Linked DNA regions of Sus scrofa: regions 1, 2 and 4 are each linked to region 3. The links are chromatin contacts, called in public Hi-C and promoter capture Hi-C maps. All regions are on one chromosome and are shown on one strand. Each heading gives the region's core, a stretch centred on a gene start, on an enhancer-like site or on the middle of the called end of the contact. The rest is flanking DNA. Distances are from core to core; before and after follow the strand shown. Region 1 holds the start of C1QL4 (complement C1q-like protein 4). Region 2 holds the start of SPATS2 (spermatogenesis-associated serine-rich protein 2). Region 3 holds the start of KCNH3 (potassium voltage-gated channel subfamily H member 3). Region 4 holds the start of FMNL3 (formin-like protein 3).

The links. Promoter capture Hi-C pulls out the DNA fragments that hold promoters and counts their contacts. Hi-C and Micro-C count contacts between places; a contact is called where the count stands out from the background.
Region 1: a contact with region 3 is called in a Hi-C map of epiblast stem cells, with 1.9 times the contacts expected there. The contact joins the promoter of C1QL4 here to the promoter of KCNH3 in region 3. A contact is called at or near these places in 3 of 5 promoter capture datasets (fetal skeletal muscle, liver and skeletal muscle) and 2 of 47 Hi-C or Micro-C datasets (epiblast stem cells and fibroblasts).
Region 2: a contact with region 3 is called in a promoter capture Hi-C map of fetal skeletal muscle, with 5 times the contacts expected there. The contact joins the promoter of SPATS2 here to the promoter of KCNH3 in region 3. A contact is called at or near these places in 2 of 5 promoter capture datasets (fetal skeletal muscle and liver) and 1 of 2 datasets of contacts at active chromatin or transcription factors (alveolar macrophages).
Region 4: a Hi-C map of liver shows a contact between it and region 3, with 4 times the contacts expected there. The contact joins the promoter of FMNL3 here to the promoter of KCNH3 in region 3. A contact is called at or near these places in 2 of 47 Hi-C or Micro-C datasets (embryonic fibroblasts and liver).

What each region holds. Positions count from the first base shown.
Region 1 is chr5:15,310,411-15,313,311 of Sscrofa11.1, reverse strand. C1QL4 (complement C1q-like protein 4) reads left to right here and starts at 1,578. Exons shown (of 2, transcript XM_003126109.4): 1 at 1,578-2,132. The coding sequence starts at 1,596.
Region 2 is chr5:15,345,999-15,348,926 of Sscrofa11.1, reverse strand. It overlaps SPATS2 (spermatogenesis-associated serine-rich protein 2), which reads right to left and starts at 1,305. Exons shown (of 13, transcript XM_021091602.1): 1 at 995-1,305.
Region 3 is chr5:15,492,863-15,496,126 of Sscrofa11.1, reverse strand. KCNH3 (potassium voltage-gated channel subfamily H member 3) reads right to left here and starts at 1,478. Exons shown (of 15, transcript XM_003481575.4): 1 at 801-1,478. The coding sequence starts at 876.
Region 4 is chr5:15,644,359-15,647,531 of Sscrofa11.1, reverse strand. It overlaps FMNL3 (formin-like protein 3), which reads left to right and starts at 1,483. Exons shown (of 25, transcript XM_021091615.1): 1 at 1,483-1,857. The coding sequence starts at 1,732.

The DNA.
Region 1 (2,901 bases), core at 329-2,828, 180 kb after region 3:
TGCCACTCGGCTCCCAGAAGCGCCCCGCCTCCACGTCTTCCCCACAGTTGATATGTCACATTGGAGTCCGAACACGGACCTGGGTGTCTCTCTGCAGCGCGCCATTTACATTTCTCTCTCGATCTGTCAACCTGTCTTGTCTCCCGTCTCTCTCTCTCCATCTCTGTCTCTCCCTCTCCCCCTCTGGGGCTGTCAGTTAGTCTCTTTTCCAAGCTTTGTCTCTGTCTCTGTGTCTCTATGTGGCTTTCTGTCTCTTTGATTTCTCTGTAGCTCCTTCTCTGCTCTCCTGTCAGTTTCCTGCTCGCTCCCCGAGGCTGGTCTATTTTCTCGTTCTCTCTGTTCCCTCGCTCTCTCGATTGCTCCGCGCCCCCCGCCCCCCAACATTGGGGGCCCGAGCATAGGGGTCCCTGGAGATGTTCCTTTTCCAGTTCAGACCGACACCAACCCGTTGAACCCTTTACCATATGTTATTCAGTCATGGGCAGTGAGGGGCGTGCGGTGGCAAATTTCTGGGTTTTTTCCTAGCCTTTTTTGTTTGTGGGATTTTTTTTTTTTTCTTTTGGGGATGGGGTAGGGAGGGCGCTTTTTCACTCTGGCCTCCACCTCTGCTGTGTGCGTGTATGTGTGTGTCTCAACCCCTTTTTATCCCATTGCTGTTTTCTGGCCTCCTCCGGGCTCTGAGAAACTCAGGGTAGAGGGTGAAAGTAAAGATAGGGTGGGCGCAGTGAATCCGAGCAAAATTGGCTTAGAGCCGGGCAGGAACCGAGAGGCTGGGGGGACGCGGGTGGAGGCCGCTGCCTGCCCCGCCTCCGCGCTTCCCGCTCTGGACGCCAGGGGTCGCTCCGCCCCCCGGCCGCTTATAGCGGCTCCCGCCGCGCGGCGGCTCACACCACCCGCACTGCCGCCCCGGGAGGGAGGGGAGGAAGGTTAGGGACGCGGAGAGGGAGAGTGCTAACCGGAGAGAGACGCGGGGCCAGGGCTCCAGCAGGGGCTGGGGCCGCGGCTGGGGTAGAAAGGTGGGTCAGGGCTCGCCGAGAGCCAGAGCGCCAACCTACGAGGAGGTCGCGTCCGGTGAGCGCCACCCGCACCGCAGAGCCCGGGACGTCCAGAGAGCCGAGAGTAGTCCGAGCTCCGGCCGGGAGCGATCCGTCTGGGTAGCCGAGAACCTAGGCGCCGCCATCCTTGAGAAAGCAGCTGTCCGGAGAGCAGGCATCCCAGATCTGTAAGAAACCAGCCGTCCGAGGAGCCGCGGATTGCAGGCGCCCAGGACCATTAGACCGAGAGGGTAACAGAGGACCACGGACTCTGAACCGTCGCGAGCTGCCCCTGGCCCAACCCACGGGGGAACCTCCGCCTTGACGGAAGGTTTGGGAAACAGCACCGCTGAAGCGGGAGCCCGCCGGGGCGGGGGGGCCGGGCGCAGCCGTCGGGGGGCTCCCGATCCAGGCCCGAGCCCGGCCACCGCCTCCGGGGCCCGCGGAGAGCCCCGGGCCTCCGCCGCCATTGCGCCCAAGAGTGAGGAGGATCTGCTGGCCCTGGCCGCGTCGCGGCTGAGCCGCCGCAAGCGGGTGGCGGGCGCGGCCGTCGGGGTGGCCATGGTGCTGCTGCTGCTGGTGGCCATTCCGCTGCTAGTGCACAGCTCCCGCGGGCCAGCGCACTACGAGATGCTGGGTCGCTGCCGCATGGTGTGCGACCCGCATGGGCAGCGAGGTCCAGGACCCGACGGCGCGCCCGCCTCCGTGCCCCCCTTCCCTCCGGGCGCCAAGGGGGAGATGGGCCGGCGCGGGAAGGCAGGTCTGCGAGGGCCCCCGGGACCACCAGGTCCCAGAGGACCTCCAGGAGAGCCGGGCAGGCCGGGTCCCCCGGGCCCTCCCGGCCCAGGCCCCGGCGGGGTGGCGCCCCCTGCGGGCTATGTGCCTCGAATAGCCTTCTATGCGGGCCTTCGGCGACCCCACGAGGGTTATGAGGTGCTGCGATTCGACGACGTAGTGACCAACGTGGGCAACGCTTATGAGGCGGCCAGTGGCAAGTTCACCTGCCCCATGCCGGGTGTCTACTTCTTCGCTTACCATGTGCTCATGCGTGGCGGTGACGGCACCAGCATGTGGGCCGACCTGATGAAGAATGGACAGGTGAGATGCCTCTCCCCAGCCCCAGACTGGGTGGCTTTCTAAATCTCCCCGCGTTCCTTACACTACCGGGCCTCTCCCCTAATCAGCGTCACTACCAGCAAGAAAGCCAGGTGGCCAAGAACTTAGAAACCACTTCCTTTAGTCAAAAAAGAATTAGGGGCGGAAGAAAGGAAAATGACCTGCCCAGAGGCTCGTGGGACTTTAGGAATGGTGTCAGAATTCAAACTCAGAGCTTACTGTATCTGCAGTTGCTACCTCACGCTTCCACCTTAGGCAGCTATGCACCAAACCTCTTTGGTATCTCATCCTGCCAATTAGCCTCTTTTTCTTGCTGTCTTGGACAACCCTCCTGGCCTTTGGGTTCTGGCTCCTTCGAATTAGCGTGGAATCCGGGTTTCAGGCAGTGGGCCGTTGGTAGCTGTTCCCTTGTGGGGAGATTAAGCTTGGATTTTCGAGGATAAGGTAAAAAAGGAAGGAAACACGCGCTCATTTTTCGGGCAACTCTGTTGCTAGTCCCAGGGCCTGCGGCTAATTCTAGAGTGGGCCTTACCCTCAGCTAAGACTGAGTCAGTGGGCAGAGATGGGAAATGTGGCAGCTCAGGGGCCACCCAGGTGGCTTGTGGGAACGAATTTGGGAGAAGGAAAGAGGAAACACACAGATAAAGCAGAAGCTTTGGACCCGGGCCTGGTTCCTGCCTCTGTGGCCAGAGTCGGGGTCGCTGCTGCTTTAGCTTGAGAGAAAAGCCCCAAAGACTCAGCTCAAGATCTG
Region 2 (2,928 bases), core at 56-2,555, 150 kb after region 3:
CATAAAACCAGTGGCAGGTGGTACGTGACCATTTCTCATCGAGAAACTGTAATTCTAACAAAGTACAAGTAACTTAGATTTTATCAAGGCTAAATAAAAACAAACTTGTGGTTCTCTCCCAAACATCCTAAACTCTGCATTATCAATAACTAAACTCAAAGCACAATTCCTATTTTTAGTGGTCTGTCCTCTCTTGCTTCATTAACCACAGGTAAATTATACAGAGGGGAAAGAAATATTACAAGCATGTTTTATCAATGAAATAAATGGACTACACAGGATAACCATATTATTAAGAGTGTCTTGTACTCCTTGGCAGAGGGACATGCCAGAGAAAGATCCATCTTCTAAAAGAAGCCAGTCATCCTGGATGAATTAGGAGAAAAATGCCACTCCAGTCCACCTACCCTATACTCTCTAACTGGATTTACCCTTCCGCTTTAATTCAAATCCAAACCGCATTTATTTTCTTTCTCTGCCCCTCTTTGCTTTATTTTCCGTTCCGTTTCCCGCCCCTCCTCAATTCCAAGAATGCCCTTCTATCTCTTATTTTTAAATCCTACTTTGCCTCCAAATCCTAAGAACCTCCGATAGCCACACAGCTGACCTTACGCATCCCCGATGAATTCTCAATTCATTGTACTTCTCATACCAAACGATCCATTCTTTCATGCCTTTCGATCTCTCGTCTCTTAAAATCCAGTGCCCCACACAAGCTCACACCAAGAGTCCCCCCCTCACTCCATTGTTTCCCCGGCCTATGCTTCTGGAAACCCCCCAATTCGGACCCGGTGTCTTCCGCCCGCCCCACTGACCCCAGAAACCTTTCACCATCTGGGCACTCCAGGTCCCAAGGACTCACATCCCCCTCCTCTCGGTACCCCAACCCCCAACTACTGCCCCCTCCCCCGTGCCCTCCCTCAAGCCCGCTCTTTACACCTCTGTGCCCCTCTTCATCCCCCACCAACCCTCCGCCCAGCACCCTCAGCCTCACCTACCCCGGGCCTCCGCAGTCTCCGCGTCCCCCCAGTTCCGGCTCTGCGTCCGGGACGCTCCGGGGTCTGAGAAGAGGAAAGGAGCTCCTCCGCCGCCTCCTCCGGCTCTTCTAGAGCCACCTCCGTCGCCGCCGCGCTCCTCCCCCAGCTCTCTCGGAGCCGGGCGCCGCCCCGCCCCTCCGCCCCTTTCCTCGCTACCCTCCTCAGCCGGGTGGCGGGCTGGGAATCGCAGCGGCGGCTGGGGGCCGAAGTGCCAGCGGATCTACACCGACCTCGCCGGGGCTCGAGCTCTTCGCCCCGCCCCGCAGCCCGCTCGGGCGCGTGCGCGCCGGCCAGCCAGCGCACAGGGCGCGTGCTCGCGCCGGCGCGAACTCGGCGCGCCGAGCTCGAGGCCGTTGCAGCCAACCGGTGCGCGAGGGAGGCGTGAGGCGGCCGGCCAGCCGAGGAGCTGCGCGCGGGGAAGCTCGCGGAGAGAGGCGCCTCCAGTCCGTCGGGTTACCGCTCCTCTCGTGGACCGGTCCCTCGCGCTTCGCACTGCCCGCCGGGCCGGGCACCCGAGTTGAGGGAGCTCGGATGTCCGGGGATTGGGAAGAACGAGGAAGGGAAGGGATAGGAGGAATAGGTAGGGAACAAAGTAGATGGACGTGAGGACGGGTGGGGCAAGAGATCGTGCCCTCGTGCAGAATGGCCCGTGCCCCGAAAGAGCCGGGCGGAGTGGGGTGGGGGGCACAGCGCGTGCTGGTAGTAGAGGGCCTGAGCTGGAACTGCCGGAAAGAGCCGAAACTCCCCGGAGGTTGCCGAAGGCGGCCGCCTCGAAGGGAACCTCGAGAGGGGCTTTTCTCTCTAGGTCCAGGCGGGGACTTGGTCTCCCAGGCTTCTCCCGCTTCCCGTGCCACGACTCTGCCCCAACAGCTTAACACCACTTTCACTTTTGCCTCTGTCCCGACCCAAGATTTACTCCAAAAGGCCATTTCAGAACCACTGACTACGGGAAATGTCCTGATTCCGTAGCCACTCAGCCTCCTGGGAATCCATACAGGCTGGTAAGGAGTTGGTGGGGAGCAGTGCACCTCCCCAGCTGGGCAGAGGATAACTTCGGGAGCAAACTGAGGGACCTCTGCCATGACCCCGGACACAACTGCCCAAGTCCATTTCCTCGTTGGATTTCTAGTCTACTGAGTTGTCTGCATCCCTTTAGGCGGCTGTGGTCAGTTACACTGACGGTCGAATCTTTATGTTAAATATTCTTCTGTCTTCGTGGTTAGTTTCCCAAGCACCCCAAGGCCAGAACCATTTCTAATTGTGCACCTTTCTAGACAGTGTTCACGTGTGAAGCACTCACCGCATTGCCAAAGGGGTTGATGATTAGGAGTGGCTTAAAGGTCGGGTATTTAGGCAATCAACCTTGAAAATGTGATTAAGAATCTGTCCCCGTGTTCTTAACTTTTGAGACCAAAGCAAAAGGGGCTCTGGACAGGCACCAATGACAAGCCAGAGTGTATATGAGCGTATATAGGCACCACAGAAACAGTGTAGTTTTGGTTTTCACAGATTTGTTATTACAGTTTCAGGACAAGTAATGGAATAGTGTAATCTCTGCCAAGTCATCAGGTCCTTTGGTTTTTAACTTTGCAAGGAGTGAAGGATCAAAAATCCTCTGGAGCCCACTGGCCCCTAGTTAAATAATGCCTAACCTAATCCACCCATATCATTTACAGATCTAAAGAAAAAGGACTAGGTAGGTCATCCCACTAGTTAGGGCAGTATACCATGTGCTGCTTACTACTGAATCTTTCAAAGACTCAAATAGAAGTAAAACTGTTCTCTTTTCATTAGATAAATTGATCACCCAATGAGCAGTGGGCATTGTTCTAGATGTGGGTCACTTAACAGAATAAAACTAGATCATTATCCTCAAGGAGGGTATCCAGTT
Region 3 (3,264 bases), core at 229-2,728:
AGCCAGAAATGTATTGAGGAGTGGGGGGCGCTGAATCAGCAGGCTGCAGGAGCCAAGCACAGGCAAAGCAGATGGAGAAGCCTGGGGAAGGCGGGGGGCGCTCAGGGATGGGCTCCCGCCCCCTATCAGGAAGCAGAAAGGTGAAGGACGCTAAGCAGAGAGCTCAGACTCCCCACCAGGTTTGAGAGTCAGGGAGTAGGATGAGGAAGGGGGTTTCACGACTTTCCCGGTGCTCAGAGCCCCAAGATCCAGAAGCTCTGTTCTTCTCCAAACTTCCCCAGTTGGTGGGAGTCTCCAAACCTATCTTTTTGGGGTGAAATGGGCTTCGTGGGTTGAGGCTGTGAGTTTACCATGGTGAGGTGAGCTTGGACTAACAGTGCTCACCTGAGTCCTGCTGACTCCCAATCTCAGTTTGCAAACCTCTTTTCTAAATCGGTTCTTTGAGCCTCTGGGCTGTCCCTGAGCACCGCTTCCTGGTCTCACTCCCCAACCTGCCAGTTCAAAGATAGTCCGTGGGATAGAGCCAGGCTATCCCTGGGGATGGGACGGGCTATAATGACTAGGTCGGGGTTCGCGTCTCCACGAACAGACGGCATGCTCGGCCTGGGGTCAGGTTGACTCTGAATCTTTCGGAAACGGCCTTTGGAAGGACACAGTGGTCCCAGCTTAAAGTGGGGCTCAGGGAAGGGAGAGCGAGAGCAGAAGGGCGCCAGGCTATGTCCAAGTGGGGTTGCAGGACTGGCGGGAACCCTGGCCGGGTCAACTGGTCCGGGAGCCAGGGCGGCGAGGGTCAAACTCACGCGTGCCGTCGAAGCGCGTGGCGATGGTGTCCAGGAAAGTGTTCTGAGGCGCCAGGAGTCCCCGCATGGCCGGCATCTTAGGCGGCGGTAGCCGCCCGCCCCATCCCTCCGGGGCGCGGGGGCTCAGCGCCGGGGGAGGGCGTCCAGCTCGGCCGCCCCCCGCCGGGCCCCGCGCCCCCTAGCGCAGCCGTCGGGGCGCAGTGCCTACCCGGGGCTCGCAGGTCCCTCCAGCCGCCTGCGAGCGAGGGGGCGTCCCCGCCGTCGAGGCCGGGAGCATGGCGCGCGGCTCCTTGCGCCCTGGCCGCCCACGAATCCCGGACTCCCCGCTCGGCGCCCGCTGTGCTCTCGGCACCTTCAGCTCTCGGCGACGGTGACAGCGGCTCCCGTTTCGACTGCGGGCCGGTTACTGCTCGGGTTTCGCTCAGCACCGGATCCCCGCAGCTCCCTCCGTCTGTCGGGGAGAAGCGGCAGCCTCCCTCCCTCCCTCCGGCGCCCGCCGCCTGCACCGGAGTAACCATGGAGACAGGGCACACCCAGGCAGGGCCGCCTCCTTAAAGGGACAGGCCTCCCGCCGAGGGATTCCCCTCCCCTCGGGACCTGGGGAAGGGGGCGGAGAGGCAGTGCCCTCCCTTCCTACCCCGGCCACTCGGGCCGCCCGGGCCGCCCCGAGCGGCCCCGCCCGCCCCTCTGAGAACGCTGGGCGAGCGCCTGGTCCCGTTCGGGCTGACTCAGCCGCAGGGGCGAGGCGTCTTTCTCTGCAGCATGGGGGTTCTCAGAGAGCCTGGCAGCCTCTCCTCCCCCAGAGGGACCTGAGGGGAGCTCAGGCGGGGGTTGAGCAGGGGCTGCTGGTTTTAGAAGAAGCTTTCCCCTAGGAAAAAATGTAATGGGAAAGGGGGCTGGGCCAGCAGGCGGAGGTGGTGAAGGCCGGTGGTTGGTGGAGGTTGGGCCAGGGGAAGTCTAAAAGGAGTTTTGGGGGAAGGGGTCTAAACCCAGCTTCTAGGCATCCAAGCCTTTCTTAGCCTCAACTTGACCCTCCGGAAAATGGATTGATCCATTGCTAGGTGTTGCTGCGGCAGGCTGAGGCTGTCCGGAAATTGGAGGGCGGGTAGTCTTGGAAATAGGGTTTAGACGCTCTCTTGTGTGCCCGGGAGGTAGGGGTGGTAAAGAGGTGTGTGTGAGGAGGGGGTCGCCCCAGATCCTTTGTCTCGGCCTTGTGCTTCTCTTTGTCAAGCTGTGCCGCTCCCAGGCTGCGCTGAAAGGTCAGCTTGCAAATACAGGGGACTGTAGATGTCGGACGCTGCAGGAAACTTCCTAACCTGGTGCTAGTGGGTTCTTGCGAGCGGGGAGTGAAAGGACCGAGTCTCCGTTGCCCCGGCCCCTTCAATCCTAGAGAACTGGGCTTTGCGCAGCGGAGCCTGCAGGGACCCTCCCCCTCTAGCGAGGGAGGAGGGAGGAGGGCCCGGCAGGCGGCGCGGAGCCGGGCCCGGGGCGGCAGTCTCTCGCTGGTCTCCCGCGCCGCGTCGGTTCCTCCAGCCTCTCGCTGCCAGTGCCGCTCCTCCTCCCTCCCACGGTTTGCCAGCGAGCGCGGCTACCGCCCGCGCCCAAAGGAACCGCCGGGGCCAAAACAGCAATTTGTTCCCGAACGAGTGAGGCGGGAGGCTCAGCACCCCCACCCCTCTAGGAGACACATCCACAGTCATCAGCATCGGAAAGAAAGGAGGGTCCCCCGCTCCACCCACCCCTCATCTGCGGCGAGGGCCAAAGCCCCAGGCACCCGTATTAAAATGAGCTGGTGCTGGCGGAGGGGAGGGAGAGAGCGTCCCCCTCCCCCAGTCTTCTGAATTCTGGAATCCCGCCAAGGAGACCCTAAGGAGTCCGCAGATCTGGCTCTTAGCTCCTGCCCCCTCACCCCCCACGAGATTCGGGCTGCACAGTAAACCCCTCCCACTAGGGCTCGTCAATGCCCCTCCAGGCGACGTTCAAGCCTACTGCTAAGGAGAGGGTGCCTGTGGTTTAGGAATCAGCCCGCCTTGAGAGACAGGATGAGGCTTTGGTTGAAAGCAGCCAGCTTGAGAACCAGGCTACTTACCGAGGTTTGAATATAGTTCTGTCACTTGCTGTTGTGATTTTTCCTGCGGACTTAATTTTCCCCTCTGTGAAATGGGAACAGTAATAACTACAGCAGAGGACTGTCAGGAAGATTAAAAGATTAAAGGATCCAGAACAGGGTGTGACATTTGCAACATGTAAATATTATGATTTTGAATCTTATAGGAGCCCCGTGTATCCTGCAGAGTAGATGCTAATTACACTCCTTCTCACAAAGGAGGGCTAGAGAGACTTGCTCAAGGCAACTAAGTTGGTAAATGGCTGAGCTAACATTCCAGCCCTGACAGTCTCCCAACCTCAGGTCCAGAGTCTACCTCATTCCAGCAGAGCTGTCACCCACGCTGAGGACCCAGAA
Region 4 (3,173 bases), core at 234-2,733, 150 kb before region 3:
GTAAATATTTGTTGAATAAATGAATGCAAAGTCAAGGTGATAACTTCAGGCATAATTGGATTCAGGTTCTTGGTATGGTGTTGTTCTGTTTTCCTTTTGACCACACTTGCAGCATGTGGAAGTTCCTGGGCCAGGGACTGAACCTGCACCATAACAATGACCCCAGTCACTGCAGTGACAGTGCCAGATCCTTAATCCACTGCATCACAAGGGAACTCCTTAGCATTTGCTTTCCTCTGCATTGGCTTCATTCTCAAGCAAGCTTGAAGTGTTATGGGTGATGGTATGGGAAGAGATTGCCTCTTTTTTTTTTTTAAGTCTTTTTAGGGCCACACCTGAGGCACATCGAGGTTCCCAGGCTAGAGATTGAATCAGAGCTACAGCTGCTGGCCTAAACAACAGCCACAGCAACGCCAGATCTGAACCACCTCTTCAACCTATACCACAGCTCAAGGCAACACCAGATCCTTAATCTACAGGGCAAGTCCAAGGATCGAACCTGCGTCCTCATGGATGCTAGCCAGATTTGTTTCCACTGAGTCACGATGGGAACTCCAAGAGAATGTCTCTTTCTTGATTATTCCAGTGAAAGCCTTAGAAATGAGTTTTATATTCTGGCTTAAGTCAACTGTCAATTCCTAAAACAGTCTCCAAAGGTAGAGGAAGAAAATGCTTTGATTCGCCAGGCCTGGGTCATGGGACCTCCTGGAATGGAGGTGAAGTTCAGCTCTACATGGACTGAGGACAGGCGAACGTAGTTCCCTAAAAGGAGACGGGATGTTATCGCTTGAGGAAGAGGTATGCAGGGTGGCAGAAACAACAGAAGGCCATCACATCATAAATGACGACCCTCCCAATAGACCTAGCCCAGAGCAGCATCCTTCTCCTGCCTCACCATTTTCACATTCAAGCAGATCAACGTTTGAACGTCGGTAAGGTCCTCTCCTAAATCCTTTTCACCTGTCTCAGGCAGTTAAGGTAGTCCCCATTCCTAAATGCCCGATTCAAATTCTCCCTCTTACCGTGACTCTAACAGGTGTGGTCTCTCTCCCACTTCTGAGTATCCTAGACGTTTCTACTTCTCTTGCAGTTATCTGTTCACTCGGTGCCCTGTATCTTATTTATTTGTATATATTATGAGCTATTATGGTAAAGGGCCGTTTCCCAGGGACCAACCCAACACCTCACGCCCTCAGCAACTGCGATGATTAGATACGCACCAGGGCCGCCAGGGCGCGCCAAGCGCCAGGCGCGAGGCCACCGCGGTGCTGGAGGCACTGTGATTGGCAGTTGAGGCCGTCAATCGGACTCAGGAGGGGGCGGGGCGAGGCGGGCTGCCCGGGAGGCCCGTGGGCGAGAGGCGGGGCCTGCATGAATGGGGCGCGCGGCTGCAGTCGGCGCTCGGGGGGAAGCCGGAGTCCCGGCCGGGAGTGGGTGGGAGGAAGCGAAGTAGGGGGGGAAGGGAAAGAGCGCGGGGGGCGGGGAGGGGCAGCGCCGGGGCGGCGCGCTGAGAGCGGCGAGGCGGCGGGTTTTAGCTGGAGCCGGTCGCTTCGGTGCCGCTGTCCGCTCCGGGTCTTGCCGGACCCTAAGGAGCCCCTCAGCCCCCGACCCGGCCGAGGAGTCGGGACTAGGGTAGCCGGCCCTGAGGGAGGAGCCGAGTCCGACAGGCCCAGCCCAAGACCCCCGGGCTTGGAGGTGGGGGGCTGAGGCCCCCGAGGGGGCCCCGCAGCGATGGGCAACCTGGAGAGCACCGAGGGGAGCCCGGGCGAGCCGCCCTCTGTCTCGCTGCTGCCGCCGACCGGCAAGATGCCGATGCCTGAGCCCTGTGAGCTGGAGGAGAGGTTCGCCTTGGTGCTGGTAAGAGCCGAGCCTAGTCCCTTCCCCCTCCTACCGCCCCCCCCCCCCCAGGTCCCAGCGCCTCAGGTGGGACTTTGCCCGAGTCCCTTGGTCCGGTCCACCTCTTCAGTCAGGGCCTTGGACAGACCTCGGCCCCCAGCGCCTTCCCGGGAACCTCTGAGCAGCCCCATCAGGGACCTCCCGACCGACCGCCTCAACCGCTGGACGCTTAAGAGGAGGGGTCCCCAGCCCGGGACCGCCCCGGGACCCAGACTTCTTCCTCGCCCCTCCCCCTTCTGCCGCCCTTCTCGCTCCCCCCCCCCCCCGCCCCACTTCCCTGACAGTCTCCCCAGGTCCTTAGAATTCTCACTCCTAAGCCTCTGGCTGGTGCGGGGGGAATTCAGAAGCGCAGGGCCGGCCCACTCCTCAGCCTAAGTCTGCGTTCTCTGACTGGGGAGACCACCTCTGATGTTAACATGGAGACTTTCCAGGGAGTGGGTCCTACTCCCAGCCGGGACCAGATGTTTGGGGGAGAGGGGGGTGGGTAGGGAATGGAGGGGAGCTGGCAGCTCTTGAAGAGGGTGGAATAAAGAGTGCTGCCATTCCTCTTATTTTCAGAACGGCCTGCAGGCATCCTGCAAAGTTACAGTGGGTTTGCCTAAAAGGCCTGAACATGTGGATAAGCCATTTCACTAGTGTATTTTTCCAATTGAAACAATACACGAACCATCCTGCCTCCCCCGCCTCCCCACTTTTTATGTTAAGCCCTAGCGACTGGGTTTGGTTTTTGGGGCTGTACTTTTTTTAGTCTTTCTGTAGGTTCCTAAGTGATCTGTATGGATGAGTTTTTAGAGCTGACTTTGGGATTCTTTGGTGTGGGAATTGGACATTGATGTCAGTGGCTCTGTGGACAGAGAGGATCTGAGCTGGTATCACTGAGATGGAGCCAGAGAATCTGTTGGAGCTAAAAATGAAGTTTTGGAGAAAGAAAGTGAACTAGGAGATGGAACATTTACTAACAGAGGTAAATCTTAGAGAAACTTGGGGAAAGGGTTTCCAGTTCCTCAAAGAACTCTCTAAGAGGCAGTGTTAGTACTGCAGTAATTGTTACTATGGCCTGAAGGGCCGACTTTGCCTTTGCCTGTAAGGAGGAATAAGTTGTGGACTTAGCAGCCTTATTGGATTTCATCTGCTTTGGAATGATTAGATCTGTTGGCATCAGTGAAGCTGTCTAGGGATCCTGGCCTACTCTGATGGTGCAGAGTCTGACACCAGCCCACTGGCACCATAGCCAGATCAGGGGGGGTACATGGGTTCCGAGGGGAAGCTGGTACCTC